3 separate regions of the Mus musculus genome follow, and regions 2 and 3 are each linked to region 1. A link is a contact called in public HiChIP or PLAC-seq data. All regions are on one chromosome and are shown on one strand. Each heading gives the region's core, a stretch centred on a gene start, on an enhancer-like site or on the middle of the called end of the contact. The rest is flanking DNA. Distances are from core to core; before and after follow the strand shown. Region 1 has its middle 16 kb from the start of Gm41030. Region 2 overlaps Arhgef28 (Rho guanine nucleotide exchange factor (GEF) 28). Region 3 overlaps Arhgef28 (Rho guanine nucleotide exchange factor (GEF) 28).

Region 1 (3,058 bases), core at 417-2,916:
TTATATCAATGAGAAAAGTCATTTATAGAACAAGTCATTTGGCATGCATGTCAGAATTTGTATCCGTAAATGAGGGGACATGATGTCACCTGTCACATAATATATAAGGATCAAACAATGACATAGAAAAGGTCCCCAGCACAGTGCCTGGCACCAAGAAGGGCTGTAGTAAAGATTCATTATTTATTGCAGAGATACTTAATATGGCACACACCAAAGCCTTTCCTTTGCTCTATCCTGCCATTGAACCCCACAACTCTTCAAGGCAGGCTCTGTGTTTCTAATTCTGCCGAGCCACTTACTTTGTTTCCCTAAGAGAAATCTTTTCTTGTCGGTGGCTATTCCTGTCAGCAATTTTCCATTGAAAAATTGCTCCAGAATGGGTGCTTCCTCAGTGAGAGCTTTCTCCATTAGCTCGACAAAGGGGCAGTGTAGGGGCAGGCCTTGACCCTCCATTACCACGAAATCAACTGTAAAAGTGAGTCATCTCTCTCTCTCTCCACTGGGCCAGGCACGGTGATTAATGAGAGCCCTTGAAGATTAAAACCACTTTCTTGTTTAAGTTTTCAAAATTAAATATCTTGGAAATAGAATCCCAGAGATGGGGTGGTTGTGGGGATGGGGGTAGAAGGAGGAAGAACAAGTTCTTTTTCTAGTTACATTTGTCTTTCAAACCCCAACCCTTTCTGCCAAATTTTGGAGACTTGCCTGATCCTTGCCTCTGCCACATAGCTGTCTTTTTGTTCATTTTCTCCTCAGAAATGGCAATGCGGTTGTCATAGATCTTCAGAAGTTTCCAGGTTACCAAATGGAAGAGTGGAACAATTGGTTGTATTGGTTCAGGCCAGTGGCAGAAGAGAAGAAGTAATATGGGCCCAGGCAGTCATTATTGCTGCCCCTGGCCACAGCATGAGTGTTCAGGGTCTGCTAGCCTAAGTCCATGAACTTTGGAGAAAGCCAAGATCCCTTGGCTAGACTCTTCTTCAGATTCAGCTTCTCAGAGATCAGTGCTACCCCAACTCTTGAACAAAGTGGACAGTACCTATCCTGAAATGAATTTCAAGACCAGCTACTAAGAGTCACCACTCGCCCCAGATGCCATACCAGAGTCAAATCACCTATGTGAACATGGTGGACATTGACCAATCACTCTCTGCTATGATAGGCATGCTATGCTGGCTTCCATTTAGACCTGAGGCCAGAAGCATTTAAAAGCAGGTCTTATTTTTCTCGTTTATGAAAATGAAAAGGCTGAGCACAAGCAAACTTGAAATCTCACAAACGGCTGCACAGCTCGTGTGTGGCAGGACCCTGAAGCCAGGTCTTTGTCTTTGTCCTTACAGAGGATGAAACGAGAAAGAAAGAAATCTCCAAAGCAGGGGAGCGCCGGAAGCAGGGGAGCCCCACAAACAGGACTGCAACCTAGGATCAGGACCTAGTGCTTCCTTAACACCTGGCAAAACACTGTGATTCTCGGATGGCCTCTCCCAGCTCACTTTGACAGATGAGGTCCTCTAGACAAATAAGCCTCTTTATGTCAGGGGCCATGTGCAGTCCTTTCTAATCCCTTGGTGGTGGGTCCTGTCGGTGAGCTTCGAGCATTTGTCCGCCCATGAGATTCTTCTTCCATAAACCAGCCACATCTTCCCTGGTCAGTGAGGAGGCACTCTGTCCTCTTGAAGCTACAGTTTGTCTCCCTCTGCCTGACCATTCTCTTATCAAGCGTAAAATCCGTACAAGTAAACCTAGCTTTGCAAAGAAGAAAGCTTAGGCACAGAGAAACTCACCAGTCTAGGGAGAGAGGCCAGACGATGGCTTTCTGGGAACCCAGCTGTGTGTCTAAGGAGATGCCACTGTCAAGGACTGCTTGGCTGCTCCAGGGCACAGATTCTGCGGTCCTGAAATTCTGTAATGCCGTGCCTTGTGACCTGTTTCCTATGAAGGCTTTCTGCCTCCGAGTAGATTATTAGCTCCCAGGAGTGGAACGGCTGAACAGAAACAATGTCTCACAATAATCTGGTCACATCCTGTCGTACAGGGAACAGGGACTTCAGCATACCACTGTGGGAAGATACAGCTCAACCCAGCACAAAAGCCAAGGACCATGTGACTCATAAGTCAATAAACTCAAGCTCCACAGTGCTAGCAAGGGACAGAGCTCAAGAGCTGTAGCTGCCAGGAGCCCAGCTCAGGGGTACACAGGTGATAGCAGTTCTGCCCACCACTGAGAGTCAGGAGCCATGCTTGGGTCTCCCCTGGCACTGAGCGTAAGCAGCCACCAGCAACTTACCAGCGTTTCCTGGCAATGCCAGGATTGCACAACCATCTCATCAAAGAAAACCCATAAGCTTAGGGGGAGAAAAAAACTAAATAAAGAAAACCACATGCACACATACAAAAAAAAGTAACTGTACGTTGTCTGTGGAGAAACCTCAAAAAATGCCGGGAAGTGCTGAATCAGGAAATTCTGCCCTAATAGCTTTTGTTGGAAACATTTAACGTCTCAGCTTTATCTCCTCTTCTCTCTCAGACAGATCTTCCTCAGAGGAACCCAGGTCCAACAACGCCATCAGCCAGGGCTTTGGGTTCCCAGAAAGCTCGAAGCTGAGCCAAGGCCAACAGACACCCAGAGAGAGGGAGAGAGAGCAGAATAAACACAGAGTCCATTTCCTGCAGCCACCTTTCCTGAATTGAGAGAGAACAATGAATCTCATGTCACACACCAGCATCTTACTGTCCTCTCGTCACCAAAATGAGTACCTGATAGATCATTTCCTTTAGGTAGGGACTACTGAGAAAATACGTCACAAAGTTGATCATCAAACACTGATGGCAGCTCTCCCATCACAGGGCAAGTTCAACAAAATCCTGAACCTCTTAAGGAGAGGGGATGGCTCAGTCAGTAAAGGGCTTGCTGCACAAGCCTGAGGACACAAGTTCAATCCCAGGGAACCTATGTTTTAAGAAAACAAGCTGGGGCAGAGGCAGAGATAGGAGGATCCCTGAGGCTTGTTGGCTAACCAATTTAGCTGAACTGGCAAGCTCCAAGTTCAGTGAG
Region 2 (3,058 bases), core at 293-2,792, 470 kb before region 1:
GTGTAGGAGGCTTCCGTCCTCAGCAGCTAGAGGCATTCCTGTATGTGTTCCCCTTCCATCTCCCGCCTCTGACTGTACATGCCCCTTCTTACGGATTCTTGTCAGCTCGTTAGGATTGTTAAAGCCCGTGCATGGGTCAGCTCACATGGATGCCAGGGCTCTGTAAGAGTGTTAGATGGTGACTGTTTTCTATGTTTCCTCCTACTTTTTCTATCATGACTGCTGCCTCTGAAGATGAAAAACAAGGACACTAAAGAAAAAGAAAAAATGAATCGACATCAGTTTGTCCCGGGAACGTTCTCCGGGGTTCTGCAGTGCTCCGGTTGTGATAAAACACTCCTGGGGAAAGAGTCACTCCAGTGTGCCAGTAAGTCCCATGTGTGATGTGTTCTCTGTCTGTCCTGAAAGCTCCCAAGGGTAAAACCACTGCTCAGCAGGTTTGCACAGACCTACTCGTGAGGGCCTCACATATCACAGAGCTATTTGCCTTGCAGTGGTCAGTACTGGTCATTCGGTACTTGTGTCCAGTCGATGACTTTCTTAAGTCTAAGCCTGTTACCTCATTGTCTGCTGGACGTCTCCACTTGAATATTTCACATCTTTTGAATGTTACTTGCTGGAAACTGAGATCTTATCCCATCTCGGTGCTTGCTGGCAAGCCGATCCACCCATAGCCCCAGACAGACACTTGTCACAAGACTTCAGAGGATTTGTTTATGACGCCTTTTCTCTTGCATGCTGGTCCTTTAGCAACTCTCTTCACTCGGTTTCCAACGTGTATCTCAAACCCACCTACTTGTCACCCATCACTGCCCTCACTCACCTGAAGCCACCACTAAAATTGGTCCACTTATGTTGGTTTTCTGTGGCTGTGATAAACTCCAATGACCAGGACCAGCAGGCTGTTTTTCAACGACGGGTTCCTAAGAGGAAGGACCAGGGGATCCGAAAACAAAGGAGACAGGAAAGCTTGAAAATCGGGAGGTCTTACATAAGCGCTGTCTGATGCCAAGCAACTTTCTTAAGAAATACATCATCTTAGGTACAGTTCGCAGGGGAGAAATGAAACAGAGTCAGCAGAAAGCTATCATACTGTGGTTAGAAACCAGCAGGAAGCTAATCAAGCATTGTTGCATAATGGGAACACGGGATATTTCAAAGGCATCAAAGACAGAGTATGCAAAGTCCCGGGAATCAATAACCACAGCCCGAAAAGAAGGGGAAAATGAGTCCTTAGGATCCAGAAAACTGCAGTGTCCCTAAGGTCTTGCCTCAAGCTACTCCTGGACTTGCCAAGTATGTACCTGGTTTTAGAGCAGGGACTAAGTTCCTCCTCTATATATCAGGGCCTTAGGGAAAGTCCTGGACCAGCCTGGCCCTCAGCAACACACCATACCAAAAGTACCTAGAAAAGGAAGGGTTTATTTACTTGACACACCCTGTTCACAGTCCATCACTGAGGAAAGCCAAGACAGGCGCTGAGGCAGGGTCAGAGCCCATGGAAGAATACTGTTACTGGCTTGAACTCTGTGGCTCACTTGCCTTGCTTATTGTAAAACCCAGGACCTCCTATCCAGTGGCAGCACCGCCCATAGTGGGCTGGGCCAGGCCACATGAATCATTAACTACAAAAATACTTAGAAGCCAATGTGGTGAAGGCATTTTTCCAGTGGAAGTTCCCTCTTCCCAGATGACTTTAGCTTGAGTCAAATTGACAAAGAACTAACCAGGACACAAGGGCTCCTCTCCTCTTGCTTCCTTGGCTGGTCACATCGCCTTCTTTACCATTCTTCTCACAAGCCAGAATACTCCTGTCCTAGCACCTTCTGTCTTTGAGGCTCTTCCTTCAGTAAGCTCTGTAGATCATCAGTAACACCACCCTGTACCTGGCTTGCCATTTCCTTATCACTGAGTCCCCGGCCCTGTTATTTACCACCATGTGTGTTATGGCATATTTCCATTCACTGTAAGTTCTGGAAGGAGAAAGGGGGGGCATAGTAATTTTTCACAGCCCCTACACGAGCCAACGCAAAGCTGATCCTTAATACTTATGTTTAATTAATGAGTCCTAAGGTAAACTGATGTGCAAGCAAGACCTGCTCCACTTGAGTCCACTAAGTGGGTGTTGATGGCATTGTGGTCGAAGCTAGAAATTGCCAAAAGTGCTGTAGACATGCTCAGCTGTCAAACCAGATATTACTTAAAAAAATAGCTGTATGAAGACTTACAGAAAATATTCGGATTATATTATATATATAATATAACTTGGATTACTATCACATTTTGACGTTGAGTAGTAGATGATGACATGGGCATGAATGAAAACTTAAGTTGTCTCAAACTTTTCCACCTCCAAAAGCTTTGCTGTTAATTTATCATTTTATTAGCATTTAACATTGTTCAAGCTAATGGGTTTTTCTGATGACACTCCGTACATGCATGTAATATACCTTCAGCATCTTTAATTCCCCACTGTCATCTCCTGCTGCCCCCTGTTCCCCTCCCCCACTTCCAAGCCCCTCTCTACTCTCGTGCATCGTCTCTGTTGTTTTCCTTTCTCTTTAATTATTATTTTTACAATGATTCATGTAAATATACAGATAAATATACAGATACTGCCTGAGTCCATCTAATGTTGCTCTTGTGTTGCGGGTTGAGCGTGCCGCATTGGGTAGCCACTTAGAGGGCTCATCCCTGGGCATGTGTGAGTCCCCCCTTCTCTCAGCAGCCACTAATTACTTATAGTCTCTTCTAACCCCAAAACATTGCATCAGCCTTTAATCTAAGATTGCATCTGATGATATTATCAAGAGTATTTAGTTATTCCTCCTGGTTTACTCACTTCTTCTTTTATAGTTTCACAACATAAATGAACATTTGTTCTCACACGGATCTGTCTACATTGCTGATTAGTCCCTTAGATTAAATTCTACAACCAGGTTGTGAGTTGAAGTGTACACTAGCTGCTTCTCTTTATACAACAGTGGTTTTTAGAATTAGTTTGGGGACTTACAAGGTTTTCATTGGGAGTGGAGTGTTGGTCGCTCAAACTTGGATT
Region 3 (3,058 bases), core at 223-2,722, 430 kb before region 1:
TGCTCGCTTGCACCGGGTGACCTTGGCTTTTCACTGGGTTCATTCGAAGTGGTTCCCACTCACAGAAAACTCTGGCTTAGAAGAGGCTTTCTGGAATCCTGGGCAGCTGCTGTTTCCTAATGGTGATACATGTGATTTTTAAAATTTAAACAAAGAGAAAGGGGCAGCCCCTTGTTAGAAATAAAGATGCGTGATGATACCATATTTTTAAAAGAAGTTTATAAACATCACAAAATGAGTATTTTGGTCAGGATCCTGGTCAGATATTGCTCCAATGAAGTTGGGGGTGGGGTGGGGTGGAGCAGCCTTGAGAAGCCTGGTTTAAGTCAGGAAAAGGTGAACATAGCCTAAGTTTTAACTGAAATCCATAAAGCAATGATGAAATCCTGCCGACCGAGGTTTCACCGGTAAAGGTAAATTTGTATTTGGTACTTAACATCTCTGGATGTGTTTTCCTAGGTCAAATGTATTTACAGTGTTAAAGCTTAAGTGGGAAGTGTGAGCAAAGCTGGAAATGAGGAGAAACTGAGGCAGGCTCTCAGTTTTTATGACTCTGAGACCATAAAGTGTTAGCTGCCTCCAGCCTTCTTAGATCAGTGCCCTCTGGACCTGCGTTCTAAACCTTGTCCATCAGCTGCTGCTCTTGTACTGGCCTCGAGGGAGCCTTTTATGGACCTGGGTCTGCCAAGAGACCTTGCTGTAATTCCACTGGGCACCTGTTTTAAATTACTTCTTTCCCAGGCAGCTTTGTCCTATTAAATGAAAGCGAGATGTAGACTCGGTACCACAAACAGCCCATGGACACATGAGCCCAAGAAAGAAGCGCAGTTAAAATGGCAGGTGGCAAAGGATGCTGCTTGGTGTCTCTTAGCCTGTAAGCTCCGGGAGAGCAGGGACTGCGGGCTTCCTTGCGATCTCTAGCGCCCCCTGTAGGTTCATTCAGTATGTATTATCTCGTGATGACTCCTTTTTTTGAAGTGTGCTTCAGTTGTGGGCAGAAGAATGTAATTGGCCGGCTGACGTTTGATGTTGTCCTTTTTGTTTCTGTCTCAATGGCGTGCTTCCAGCATTAGTCACAGAAGGGACAGAAGGAAGAGGCTGTTGGGATGTGGATCCCGGGCTCCAGGGTGTGGTAACCGACTTGGCAGTCTCTGATGCAGGGGAGAAGGTATTGTTAATTGTTAACCAACTTGCTAGTAACCAGAACCTATTGCTTTTGTATACAAAGTAGATTCAGCTCTCTGGCAATGAGTGGATTGAAAATACCTTTTTCTGAATTGTTTCTGATTTATTTAAATATCTATATTGAAACTTTCTAAACTATTTCTTCTTTAAATGTTCGTGGTTTTTATATATCATGTTAAAAAGAAAATCAACTGAGACGTTATTAAAAACCAAAACGAAAAGCTTGACAACCCTCCTGTGTATATGTGTGTCTGCACTCTCTGACTTCCGGCCTACTCTCTGCATTGCAAACCTTTGCTTTTCTCACTGCTTCTGGCAACTCCCTGTTTGAGAGGTGACCCGACACTGGGACGCTTCACCACCAGATGGCGCCCGTGAGCTGAACTGATTTCCACTTTGGGACGTCTTGCTTCTGTTCTCTACTGTGATCCTCTGCTCTTCACCTGTATCCCACCTTCCTCTCGCAGACTTGGAATCCACGTAACCACCCTTTGCCCGTGCTACGATGTTCTCTGATTCCTAATATATGTAGGCTGGACCTCTCTGTGTAGAAATTATATGCATACAGCTTCCTATTAGCTTGACGTGTGTGATTTCATAAGAGGGGAGGAAGAGCTCGGTGCTCCTGGGAGGTGGGGAGTCAGGTCAAGGGTTTTTACTTTGTCTAGCATTGATTTAGCTCCATTACCAAGTATTAATGCGCACCAGTGTGGGACTACGACATGTTACAGATGCAACATCTTACTGTTACATGTTTTCCAGATACGTGGCATAGGACAGAACCAGTCTGGCTCTCAGAACTTCACAGAAAAGTCAGCTCTGACTTAGTATTCATTTGCAAAGCTCAGAGGCCCAAGTTAATTTATGAATACAGAATTTTACTCTACTTACTCTGATTGTAAGCTTTGAGCTAGTTTGCCTTAGCTTGTCTGCGCTTCTCCGTGTGATCTTCACTTTGAAGCGTGAAGCCAGTAGCTTACAATCGCTCCTAGGTTGTTTGGGAAGAAAGATAATTGGTCGATGCAGCCTAGTTCTGCACAGAAAATGGCTTGACTCTGACTCCTGACTCAGTTACAGGTGGAGAAGTGAGTTCAGGTTTTAACCTCTGGAAACTCTGACACTTGATGGGGCCTTTTGAGAATGGAAATAAACAGATAAAGCAAGTATATAGTGATGTCTTGGCGTCAGCGTCCTTTAAAAGATTAGATTAAAACAAAATTCTGAAAGAATTAAAAACAATACCCAAGGGTAGAAATTCTCCTCGCATGGATCAACTGTAGTTATACAGTACCACCACCAGGTGGCGCATGAAGTCCATTAAAAAGACAATGTACACTTTCTTCTGTCTTCCCAAACCCAGAGGTTCGAGCAGTAACCAAATGTCGCACAATCCAACCCATTTCTACATGTTTGCTTCTTGGTAGAATATAAAATTTGGAAATATCATGGTTTTTTGTTTTTGTTTTTTGTTTTTCCACTAAAGCAGTGGATGGGCCAAGAAGGGCTCATAGGAAACGCAAGAACTTAACCACCAAACCAGAGTATATTCCGTACATTTGGGCAGAGTTCTAAAGTACCGACATGCTTCTCTCTATTCTACCTTTGTCCCTTCCCTGTTAATGGACTGATTAGCAACAAAGTCTGTAGTGACAGTATGAAGGCAAAGGAAATGGGGCTCGCTCACCAGCAGCTTAAGCTCCCAGCCTCCTTGAAGCAACATGGTTGACTTTGTTTAGGGCTGAACATGACGTGTGCTCAGACAGAAGCAAGCATCATCCAGGAGGCTGTAGGCTCTTAGAGGCTAGGGAAATGAATGGTTTCCTAGTTCACAAAATGTGGAGTTTGTAGCATTCATGGCTACTTATTAAAGAGA

Evidence for each region. HiChIP or PLAC-seq counts read pairs in DNA pulled down with a chosen protein or histone mark.
Region 2: a FOXA1 HiChIP or PLAC-seq map of pancreatic cancer cells shows a contact between it and region 1. The contact joins two enhancer-like sites. A contact is called at or near these places in 1 of 115 datasets of contacts at active chromatin or transcription factors (pancreatic cancer cells) and 1 of 9 other capture datasets (embryonic stem cells).
Region 3: a contact with region 1 is called in an HNF4G HiChIP or PLAC-seq map of pancreatic cancer cells. The contact joins two enhancer-like sites. A contact is called at or near these places in 1 of 39 promoter capture datasets (embryonic stem cells), 2 of 15 datasets of contacts at CTCF or cohesin (both in embryonic stem cells), 43 of 484 Hi-C or Micro-C datasets (the AML12 cell line, the G1E-ER4 cell line, Sertoli cells and 10 more), 11 of 115 datasets of contacts at active chromatin or transcription factors (the NIH/3T3 cell line, embryonic stem cells, extraembryonic endoderm stem cells and 2 more) and 1 of 9 other capture datasets (embryonic stem cells).

Annotation. Positions count from the first base shown.
Region 1 is chr13:97,510,164-97,513,221 of GRCm38.p6, reverse strand. No RefSeq gene overlaps it. Among named protein-coding and RNA genes, the nearest start is that of Gm41030, 16 kb to the left of the region's middle. Within about 2 kb of position 1,666, at least 69 of the 459 cell types and tissues checked have an H3K27ac peak or open chromatin away from gene starts, as enhancers often do. A contact at or near this core is called in extraembryonic endoderm stem cells and pancreatic cancer cells, where this site is marked.
Region 2 is chr13:97,975,340-97,978,397 of GRCm38.p6, reverse strand. Arhgef28 (Rho guanine nucleotide exchange factor (GEF) 28) reads left to right here. Exons shown (of 36, transcript NM_012026.2): 16 at 235-367. Among named protein-coding and RNA genes, the nearest start is that of Gm34388, 83 kb to the right of the region's middle. Within about 2 kb of position 1,542, at least 38 of the 459 cell types and tissues checked have an H3K27ac peak or open chromatin away from gene starts, as enhancers often do. A contact at or near this core is called in pancreatic cancer cells, where this site is marked.
Region 3 is chr13:97,937,570-97,940,627 of GRCm38.p6, reverse strand. It overlaps Arhgef28 (Rho guanine nucleotide exchange factor (GEF) 28), which reads left to right. Exons shown (of 36, transcript NM_012026.2): 31 at 1,068-1,168. Among named protein-coding and RNA genes, the nearest start is that of Gm34388, 45 kb to the right of the region's middle. Within about 2 kb of position 1,472, at least 61 of the 459 cell types and tissues checked have an H3K27ac peak or open chromatin away from gene starts, as enhancers often do. A contact at or near this core is called in extraembryonic endoderm stem cells and pancreatic cancer cells, where this site is marked.